Linked DNA regions of Sorghum bicolor: region 2 is linked to region 1. The links are chromatin contacts, called in public HiCAR-type maps. All regions are on one chromosome and are shown on one strand. Each heading gives the region's core, a stretch centred on a gene start, on an enhancer-like site or on the middle of the called end of the contact. The rest is flanking DNA. Distances are from core to core; before and after follow the strand shown.

Region 1 (5,389 bases), core at 1,620-4,119:
TAAGGCATACCAGCAGAATTTCTATCTGCCACAGGAATTGCAGTATGGCAAACAGCTAACACTCGGAAAAACATTTCTATAGCATCCCTTGAACATTCTTTGGCCCATCTTCCATTCATCAAACGACTATCAGTGAAATTAAACCCCTTGACTGATCTCTTGAATTCAGCAGTGTCCTTGTGCCCAAAACTGCCAGTAGTTTCAGCTATTTCTCCATAACATGTCACCACTTCTGTAGCCATATTTCCATAAGCAACACCAGCAATAGAACATTTCAAGAACTCCATTGAATTGCATGTTAATGTCCCTGTTTTGTCAGACAGTATAGTGTGAACTTGACCAAGTTCTTCATTCAAATTTGAAGTGCGAGCTCTTGCAGGTTTATCAGACTCTGCACAATACATATTCTGGTCTTGATTTATGAATGTGCTCTGTAACACCTTGACAATTTCTATCGATATATACAATGAAATAGGCACCAAGCACACATACAGCATCAGGCTTGTGAGAAAATGGCAGAAGGCTGCAAATGATGCATTGTTTGGATCAAAGAATATATTTGCTTGATCTGGTCTGAGGTACCATGCATAGTTTCCTGGACTTACCTCATGCTTTGTTTTCATTCCAAACACAACTGACCCGAACGTTGCAATAGCAAAGAGAATCACAAAAAGGAGATATATTATTTTATCCATCCTTCGTTCAACTGAACTCCTCTTTGACGGTGGCTCCATTGCATTTTGCATCACCTTTGTATCATGTCCCGTAAATATTACAGTGCCATATATACACATTGTATTACGAAGTTTTGAGTCCCTTAGCAGGATCTGTTCCGGAGACAGAGAATATTGTTGCCCATTGTAGTACAGAGTTCCTAAGAAAGAATACAGTTTCTCATTCGGATCCTCACATCGAATGAAAGCCTTGAAACTATGGAAAACCTGGTCATCATTCAAGCCCATAGTCACCTCTAATGCCTGTTTCCGCTTCAAGTTTGTCTCACCATCAAGATTCATTGTCTCCACATAGCATAATCCATCATCAGAGCTAGACGAAAGGAAAAGAAGATCAGCAGGGAAGAACTCATCCTTTTTAACTTTAACTATATCGCCAACTCGAAGCTTCTTCCATTCCGTCTCATGAAATGATTGGATCCCATCAAACACCTCAACCTTCCTATTGTTCACTTCTATGTCCTATGTAAAAGAAGGTCAAAAACAAATTCAGTTCAGTAAATATTAAACAAAACAGCATGTATATATGGCTGGGAAATTACTTCCACACAATATGTTTTCAGTTCAAACTTCATTAACACAGCAGATATAGCTTAAACATATATATGTTAATCAAACAAAAGTTTGTGTGGGTATCCCAGAGAAAAAAGAAACATAGTATTTGCTGAAGCCTTATCAACACAGCTTGATAGGAGATACAACTACCCTGGATATGTAGGCCTTGTTTAGTTCCGAAAACTGAAAAGTTTTCGGAACTGTAGCATTTTCGTTTGTTTGTGGTAAATATTGTCCAATCATAGACTAACTAGAGTCAAAAGATTCGTCTCGTGATTTACAGTCAAATTGTGTGATTAGTTTTTGAGTCAAATTGTGTGATTAGTTTTTGTTTTCGTCTATATTTAATGCTTCATGCATGTACCGCAAGATTCGATGTGACAGAGAATCTTGAAAACTTTTTGGATTTCGGGGTGAACTAAACAAGGCCGTAAACAACTATGTTATGGCACAAATGTTTTAAGACAGTAGGCGAGTAGGAAGCACAAGTGCACAAAACATAAAGTTATCTCGCTCCCTAGAAATTAATGCAATCCCTTCTGATCACAAACACAGGCAAAGTACGGCCGTCCACAATCCCAGGCAGGCAAACATGCCATTATGACATCCTACCTACAGCCAAATGACAGTGCGTTTGAGTGACTGAAAAGGCATTGAACTCTCTAACTACCCCCTGGGATCTGGACACTGTACATTTGAGAGTCTCGTAAAAGAAAATGAAGCAGAGATGCACTACAACTATTAAAAACTGCCTTGTAGGCGCACAGAATTGTTAGTATTGACTATCGAGGTGACGCGCCACATTTCAGATCAAAACCACCCATTATCCCCGAGCATTAAGCAACAAATCCAATGAACAACATTTGCCTACCCCAATGCCGTCAGGCCAACCAACCCAACCAACTCGGCGGGAGAGAGACATCAGCATCCACCAGTCCCAATGCCTTTGCTGAACCCGTGGAGGTACAGCAGAGCAGAGCAGAGCAGTGCGCGCTCACCTGCTGCTTCCGGCGCCAGTCCTCGACGGCCTCCTTGGCCATGGCGGCGCTGACGACGACGACGAGCGGGAGCAGGACGGAGACGGCGCGGTAGGGCGCGAGCGGGCTGAAGGAGACGCAGGCGACGACGAGGAAGAAGCAGTTGGCGGCGCGGCGGAACTGCTCGAAGAGCGACTTGGGCACGAAGCTCGCGGGCGTGTACTTGGTCGTCGAGATCGCGTTCCCCGGGTACGCCGGCTGCTGCGCGCCGCCATCGGTGCCCGGGAGCGAGGAAGCGGGCGCGTTGCAGCGGACCGCGCGGGAGAACCCCGGTGTGGCAGGGGCCGGGAAGGGAGCGGAGGCGGAGGTCGAGGCGGTGGGAGTAGTGGCGGCCGCAGCGGCGCCGGCGGAGGCGGAGGCGAGCTCGACGAGGGGGCGCTCGTCTGTGTCCATGGGCATGGTGGTGGGTGAGGCGAGGCGGGGGAGGATCTGGGTTTGGAGGGACGGTTGGGGCGTGGGCGTCGTGGGGTGCGTGACAACTGACGAGCGCGGCGTGTGGTGTTGTGATGTGTGCACAGGACGGGCGCGCCGTGCGCGTGGGCGGAGGGAGTGGGAGTGGTGCTTTGGAGTTTGGACACGGCCTGGAGAACGGACGGAAGGAGGTAGACGCGGCCGGCAGGTGGGGCCGTGTGCCTGTGCGGAACTGGGGATATAGAGTGTGCGGTGGGGTCAGGGGTGTGGTCCCAGCCACGTGGCGACGCGCTTGTGCTTTTTCCTCCGGCGGTTTGCTTTGCTCTTTCGCTTCCTCGAAAAGGGGAGACCATGTGGGGCCTTGTTGATGGGCGCCGGCCTTTCAATTTCTGATGATGAGGATGTCACGACGACACCGGGAACCGGCTTTTGAATCTAGAATAACTCCCCACACACTCAAGGCACCATCAGCTTTAAGGTCCGGTTTAGTTGGTAAAAAAATTTGAGTTTGGTTCTTATATTACTTTTGTTTATATTTAATAATTATTATTTTATTATGGACTAATTAGGCTCAAAACATTCGTCTAATAAATTATAAGTAAATTTTGTGTAATTAGTTATTTTTTTATCTAGATTTAATACTCTATACATGCGTCCAAAGATTTAATGTGATGAGAAATCATAAAAAATTTTGAAAACTAAATAAGGCCTTGTTTAGTTTTAAAAAATTTGTAAAATTTTTTAGATTTCGCGTCACATCGAATCTTGCGGCACATGCATGGAGTAGACCTTTGTTTAGTTTCCAAAATATTTTACAAAATTTTTGAGATGTTCCTCGTCACATCGAATCTCGCGGCACATGCATGGGGCATTAAATATAGATAAAAACAAAAACTAATTACGCAGTTTACCTGTAATTTGCGACACGAATCTTTTGAGCCTAGTTAGTTCATGATTGGATAATATTTTTCAAATACAAACGAAAGTGCTACAGTAAGCATTTTACAAAAATTTTGGAACTAAACAAGGCCTAAATTACACAGTTTACCTTTAATTTGCAAGATGAATCTTTAGAACCTAGTTAGTCTATAATTAGACAATATTTGTTAAATACAACGAAAGATCACGCATGGGTAAATCTTTAACACGTCTAGATCGTGAGAGGGCAGCTCGAGAATTTGTGATCTGATAGTGTTAGGCCATGTTTGGTTCCCTCTTATAATTTTTTCTATCATATCGAATACTTGAATATATGTATGAAGTATTAAATATAGAGACTATTTACAAAGTTAAAAACACAGCTACAGAATAATTTGCGAAATAATTTTTAAGCCTAATTAGTCCATGATTGGACACTAATTGTTATAGTTATAAATGTGCTACAATACTTATTAAACTTTAGTCCCTCCAAACAAACACCTCTTTTCTCTTCTAAACCATCCGGTGGCTTCCAGATGAGAAGCAGGGTCCACGTCGCCCAAAATTCTACTGGCCGTTGGATCTTCGATCGTGTGGCTCAAATCGTTTGGAGCGGCTTCTCGCGCTTCTTCTCAGCTTCTCCCACTTTCCCCTGCTTCCCTCGCTTCTTTTTCGAATCTAGAGAAGCAAATATATATCACAACTTCTGCTTCTCTATCTAGCTTCTCACCTCCTCCTCTCTCCTCCTCGTTCTCTCTCTCTCCTTCTCGACTCTTCCCGTGCTCCCTCCTACGCCTGACGAGGCGATGACTCAGCCTGTCGCTCCTCCCACAGCACGCCGCCGCCGCCGCCCCCGCCTGTGCCTCCCCTTCCTCTCCCTCTCTCGCTCTCTTCCGGCGTGGCGACATATTGGCCAGCCTCCTCCCTCTCCCTCCTTTCCCGCGGCGATGGTGGCTAGGGCAGGCGCCTTGCGCGGCGGCGTGGCGCCCAGGCGAGGCCGCCCCTAGCGCGGCGGCCCTCGGCGTGGTGCTGCGGCAACATGGCGTCCAGGCGAGGCTACCCCCAAGCGCAGCCACAACCCGGTGCGACGGCCACAGCCACGGGCAAGCCCCCACGACAGACGTTGCACGGCTATTAGCGGCTGTTCCGACGACTCCGCAGCCGGATCCGGTGCCTCCATGACCAGATCTAGTGCCTCCATAGCCAGCTCCTTCCATCCTGGTAAGCCTTTCTCCTTTCTTCTTGTTTGTCTGCTGAGCCGGGACAAAATCAGCCCACAGCGTGATGGAGACCTGCTCTACCTGCTTCCTCATCGACAACTAAAAATAGTTGTTTATCATCTAATGTTTTTCAGTCTCATAGTCAAATTTGACTACATCTGTGTTTGTTGTAGGTACTCTGATTACGCCTTCTTTCAGGATGCTACAAGTGCCAATTGTTTGGTCGAAGTCCCTGACCAGCTCGTGTGTGTTTTAGAGATACGTACTTAAAGTTTCATCATTCTGCTTTATCTCTAAGTGCTAGACTAATCGCACCTGACATTCCTTTCCTTTGGTTGGTGTGGTCGTGGCCAGATGATGACTTGGCCCAGGTGTGTACTGATGAACTTATTTTATTGGTTGTTCAATCTAATTAATTAGCGTCTTCTTGTTGTTTGACCTGTTGGCCTCAAGGCTAAAGTGATGTATGATTTTTTTTCGTTCTTACAGCACAAAAAATGGCAGCCTCTGCTCT
Region 2 (5,389 bases), core at 1,738-4,237, 380 kb before region 1:
ATTTATGACACTAAATTTAGTATATAATTAGATAGAAAATAAAATATTTTTTCATAGCGTACTTATTTATTGCTCAGATATTTTCCTCATAAAGTTGGTCACACCTAAGGTAGTTTGACTTAGGACAACTAAATTGATTCATTCTGGGAGGGAGTATATACAAAGGTAGCAGTAGCACATATCAAATGCATCTCCCAGAAGGCCAGAACGTATTAACAGTCTCCCAAATATTCTGTTAACTCAAAATTTTGTTATGGTCTATTATACCAGATTAGATGAACTCAAATGTTCACCTTCTAGATTGTGCTAATCACTGATATGATTCTCTTAGACACTGTCCCCAAGTATATTATTATATTTACACAGAGTTTGCAGAAAATGGAATGATAAAGATGATGTGCTTCTATATATTAAACAAGCATCTACAAAAGCATGTTTACACAAAATTAAAGCCAAATAATGAAAGTTCACCAAGAACCCCCAAAACCATCAAGGATAACATCATACCTAATCCTGTGTTTACCTCAAATTATTCTTTGAGAAACAAAACATAAAAAAAATATGAAAGGAGAAATACTAACACTTAGAGCCTTAAGAACATGCTCAGGAGCAATCGTTTTCTTCTCTTCTCTGCTGCACACTTCATTGGATTCAGATGAAAGGAGATTGATGAACTCTGAAAATTGGTTTTACAAGTAGTTAGATTAGAAAATGAGACCCCAAACTCTATGCTTACAAAGATTTTTTTTTTTGTTGAAAGTAAGGCTGTGCGAGAGAGATCCATACAAGTGTAAACCATTTAAACAGAACAAGCTGTGTAGTTACTTCATTAATGAGTAATGAACAAAATATTGTAGGAGTATATTGGCTCTCATGAAGACAGCATATGAAATGATATAAACTTGCAAGTTTATCTATGTTATCCTACTAAAAAAACATATTCAATCTTTTATTATCTATTATCCTTCACAAGATGACCTGCAAGCTTGAAAGCTCCCAGACAAATCAAACAGATAACCATATATGTTAATACAGTCAGCATTGTGCAGTATATTTTTAATGCTGACACTTACGTTGTCTTCTGAACTACAACCAGAAAGCTCAGTGCTCCAAAATGATATTTCAAGGACAACAATTCATGTCAGGCTGTAATTTACAAGAAGATACATGTGCAGAGCCATGTTATTCAAACAGTGATTCTTGCATAGTTGAGCATACAAGTTATACCATATGATGGATGATACTATAGTGGTGTATACTGTACAGCACCCAAATGTCTTACCTACGCAGCATTCAACAAGAAGATCCTGTGCATCTCTTGCCACTCGTACATCAGGAGGAAGCATCTCCTTAATTATCTTAAACATTGTTGCTAAAACACAAAGCAGAAAGTTCAATTAGTACAAGATTTTAAACACTCTGTAAACAAAATGACGTCAATTGATGATCTGCTCCCACCCAGGTTCAAGGAACTTTATTCAAATCACATAGCACTAATTTGGAAAAAACATCATATTAGCATAGTTGTAACTCCATATAATTGTTCATTCACATTTCATGGTATGACATTAATTAAAAGATAACCCAATACATACTATTATATAATAATAGTCATCAAACATTCTAAGTATAATCCACAATATATGAAAAAACATACCAAATTATGAAACAAAGCCCTCTTTTCCTATGTTATCACAAACAGCCATACAATTTACAGAAGAGATTTCATATACCAAGCCACAACAAGAACCAAACCATTACATGATGCAACATTTCCAACAACTGGACTGTCATAGTTCAACTCGAAACCATCAAAATCAAAACTACACTAAGTTACTAGTCCATCCAGTCCTGTTTGTAAGGCACAGGGGCTCAAATTCCATATAACAAGGAGCACCAAGAGACCGAGGAATTGTATTAAACCAGCGCCAAATGCTAAGCTCCCATGGTCCCTTACATGCCATGTCGAAGCCTTGTATTGGATCCGTCCAGAGCACTCAAGCATACCCCCAATAAATGAACTATATAGTGCCACCTCATAGTAGTTTGCATGGTGCCAGGCAAAGAATAATTAAGCTCCCATGACGCATTAATACTCTGCCTAATACTCATCAGATTCCCCATCCACCCTACATAGTGGACTTCTTCCAAAACTCTCTCACACGCCTTATAAACCAGACTGAAGCGAGTAACTCCAAGCAAGATAGCCCAACGACATCTCCATTTAACACGACAGTTTAGGCGTTACATGACTATACACACGGACTTAAAAGCACCGCCCAATCTTTTAGCAATAAGAAAACATGAATCCCACTAGAAGACAAACAACAAACCAGGGGCAACAACATCAGCTATCAACTAGCACCACTATACTCCCTTCAATTAAAAAGGTCGACTAACCCCTGACTATCAACAGGGCTACCAGATTTAGCTATCCACGATCCACGAAATTCAAGACTTCGCCACAAGCCCCAGGACAACCATCCTACATACGGATTGGCGCAGAAATTGAATAGCACTTAGGACAAACCTAAACTTCCTCACAGCATCGCTTCAAAACCCCCCAGCTTCCTAGCGTAGCATCTGACAAGATTACGCAAACCAAACCCAGCTAACGAGATTATTCAGACCAAGAAGAGCACGCGTGCACACACACACACGACACCCACCCCTAATGGCGTCAAATTTCAACACGATAAAAGGCGCCAGAATACGGCTTCTACGAGGGTAGGGTAACACGAGGCCAGGGAGCTTACATTTGGGGAGGGAGACGTCCTCCTTGGACTTGCCCACGATGTCCATCGGGTCCATCTCCAGGCGCGGCACCGAATCCGCGCGACGGAAGGCGGGCGAGGTAGCGAGTGCCCCCCGCGAGCGAATTCGGGCGAGAATTCGGCTCGGGGCAGAGTGGAATCGAGGAGCTAGGGTTAGGGCGCGCGGTGAGCCGGGGACAATACGAGGGTGGAAGAAGGTGGGGTTGAAGTCCGGAGAGGAATAGAAAGGGTAAAAAAAAACGAAGCGCGTATTTTGCAGTTACACCCCTGGGTTGTTTCAGTATTTCTGTTACAGGCTTATGATGGAAATCGAGCGTGCGTTGCGCGTAGGGATGAAAACGGTACGGATATTTTCCGACCGTATTCGAGACCGAATTTGTTTAGAGGGTTTCAGATCTGTCTGTATCCGAGTCCGAAGAGTCAACATCCGATACCGTATCCGTATCCGAATACTTAAATCATGTATTTATAATGTCGACATCCAATCATATCTTATCCGACATGATTGATATTATCCGTATTCGAATCCGAATCCGACCAAAATTATGAAAACAAATATGATATCAGTGATATCCGTCCGTATCCGATCCGTTTTCATCCCTAGTTGCGCGTCACGATCAGAAAATAGAATATTTCATTATAGTCCCTGAAGTGCGTTTTTGCTTACGAGTAGTAGTTTCTTCAAATGTGGGACCCACGCTGAGCACGGACTCGCTGTAGTGATGACTGATGATGGACTAATCAAGTTTCCACCGTATGCAGTGCTCGAACAGCTCAGGCGGTGCTCCTGTAAGCATCGCGCTCAAAAAAATTTTTGTGTGTGTTTTTGAAAATTAAGCGAGTTTTACAATGGAAGCTCAAACAAAAAAAAAGACAGGGCAGATGACCACACGCTTTTGGCCATATTTGTTTTCACTTATAACCTGATTCAGGTGTGCCGAATGCTTAGATTATTTCTAATTCTTTTGATCATTGCTCCAGAACTTTAAACTAGCAAAATCGACAATCAAGAATCAAAAAAAATCTCCGCGGTGCGATGATTATATATGAAAATGATTATAAGCGGTTCCAAACAAGACCTTTTTTCTCTTGGGTGCTATCTCCTCAACACTATCTAATCATGATTCATCTCGTGATTTACAGGTAAACTGTATAATTAGTTTTTATTTTTGTCTATATTTAATACTCCATGCATGTACCGTAAGATTCGATATGACGGGGAATCTTGAAAAGATTTTGGTTTTTTGAGTGAACTAAACAATACCTTAGTTAACAATAGAAGCTTTGCCTTCAAATATACGACAATTACATCCTTCCAAATGTTTCAAGTCGTGTAAACAGAAAAGGCTACAATTATTCTTTTATTGTTGGGCATTTTAGTTCTACAACGACTATGCCCACCGATCTTGATGGTAAGGTCTCCTAACCACATTAATGTTCCATGCTCTTATGTACTCATAGAAGTAAAAGGGCAGTGCGGACAAAGGGAGTTGTTTCTGACTCTTGATCACACATACTACAAAGTGAAATGCCTTTCTATCAGGGCCGGCTCTACAATTTTAAGGGCCCTTGGGCAAGTAAGAAGACAAAAGCTCGTTCAACTAACTTTTATATCAAAATTATTGTATATAACACGAATAATAAAAAATACTTTACAATATATGTATAATTCATAAAATATAACAATACTTTGTTCTTCTTGTGTTTCTTTTCTTTTTTAAGTACCCAACAAATGCTTCTTAGGCAACATCTAATATATTCAGATAACTACATTGAATTATAAATTTATAATGCTAGGCCCTAGCACTATACGAGCATAGCGAATACACAAAACAAACAAGAAAAAAAATTGAAAATACTAATCCATCATGGCTGTTGGTGTCTTGCTTACTGTGATGGCATATATACTATCTGATGTCCCTACCGTTATGTAGAATAGGACTAGAAGGAAGAGTAATCTACGACTTTGACTAGTTTGTCTTGGATCTTCAAATGCTTATTATGCCAAATAGAAAATTATATGTGCTAATTACCTATATTGTCTTGGGCCCCCAAGCTTCATGGGCCCTCGGCGGTCGCACTACCTGCCCCTCCCTTAGAGCCGGCCCTGCTTTCTATAAGCGAACATAACATCAGAGGTTTTTGGTTCTATTTTTAAACAGGGTTTTTACTTATGGATTTGGATTTGAGAGTTGTGGGCACTCATAGATGGATGTATCAACCCACCTATATTATACTTTCTCTATCCTAAAATACAGTGCATTTCGACTTTCTAAAATATGTACTTAAAATATAAGGTATTCTATGTTGTTCTTATGCTCAGTTTCAATAAAACTTGTTAAAAAGAAAACTATAATTTAAGAAGAAACTCCTTACTTGGTTTAATCCATGGGTATATGTGTCATTTGAGTATTTATTTAAGTTGTCTTAATTTTTTTGAAATGTATTATATTACACAGATTTGATAAGTGACGCCTCAGTAGAAAAACCATAGGGGAATTTACAAAGTACCACTGTTTTTTACATTTTGTAAGAATGGCACTTGAATGGCACCTCACATGGCATTTTTATAATTTTCTAACTGAAAACTTGCAGTTACGGCTCTTCAGGGGTAA

Evidence for each region. HiCAR-type assays count read pairs that join an accessible place to other places.
Region 2: a HiCAR-type map of leaf shows a contact between it and region 1, with 3 times the contacts expected there. The contact joins the promoter of LOC8070009 here to the promoter of LOC8073506 in region 1. A contact is called at or near these places in 1 of 4 Hi-C or Micro-C datasets (leaf mesophyll) and 1 of 1 datasets of contacts at active chromatin or transcription factors (leaf).

Annotation. Positions count from the first base shown.
Region 1 is chr7:50,459,910-50,465,298 of Sorghum_bicolor_NCBIv3, reverse strand. It overlaps LOC8073506 (probable phospholipid-transporting ATPase 8), which reads right to left and starts at 2,869. Exons shown (of 11, transcript XM_002444222.2): 1 at 2,288-2,869; 2 at 1-1,196. The coding sequence starts at 2,725. It overlaps LOC110437076, which reads left to right and starts at 4,378. Exons shown (of 10, transcript XR_002455158.1): 1 at 4,378-4,876; 2 at 5,049-5,246.
Region 2 is chr7:50,843,368-50,848,756 of Sorghum_bicolor_NCBIv3, reverse strand. It overlaps LOC8070009 (protein Dr1 homolog), which reads right to left and starts at 2,987. Exons shown (of 5, transcript XM_002444227.2): 1 at 2,757-2,987; 2 at 1,283-1,372; 3 at 582-676. The coding sequence starts at 2,811.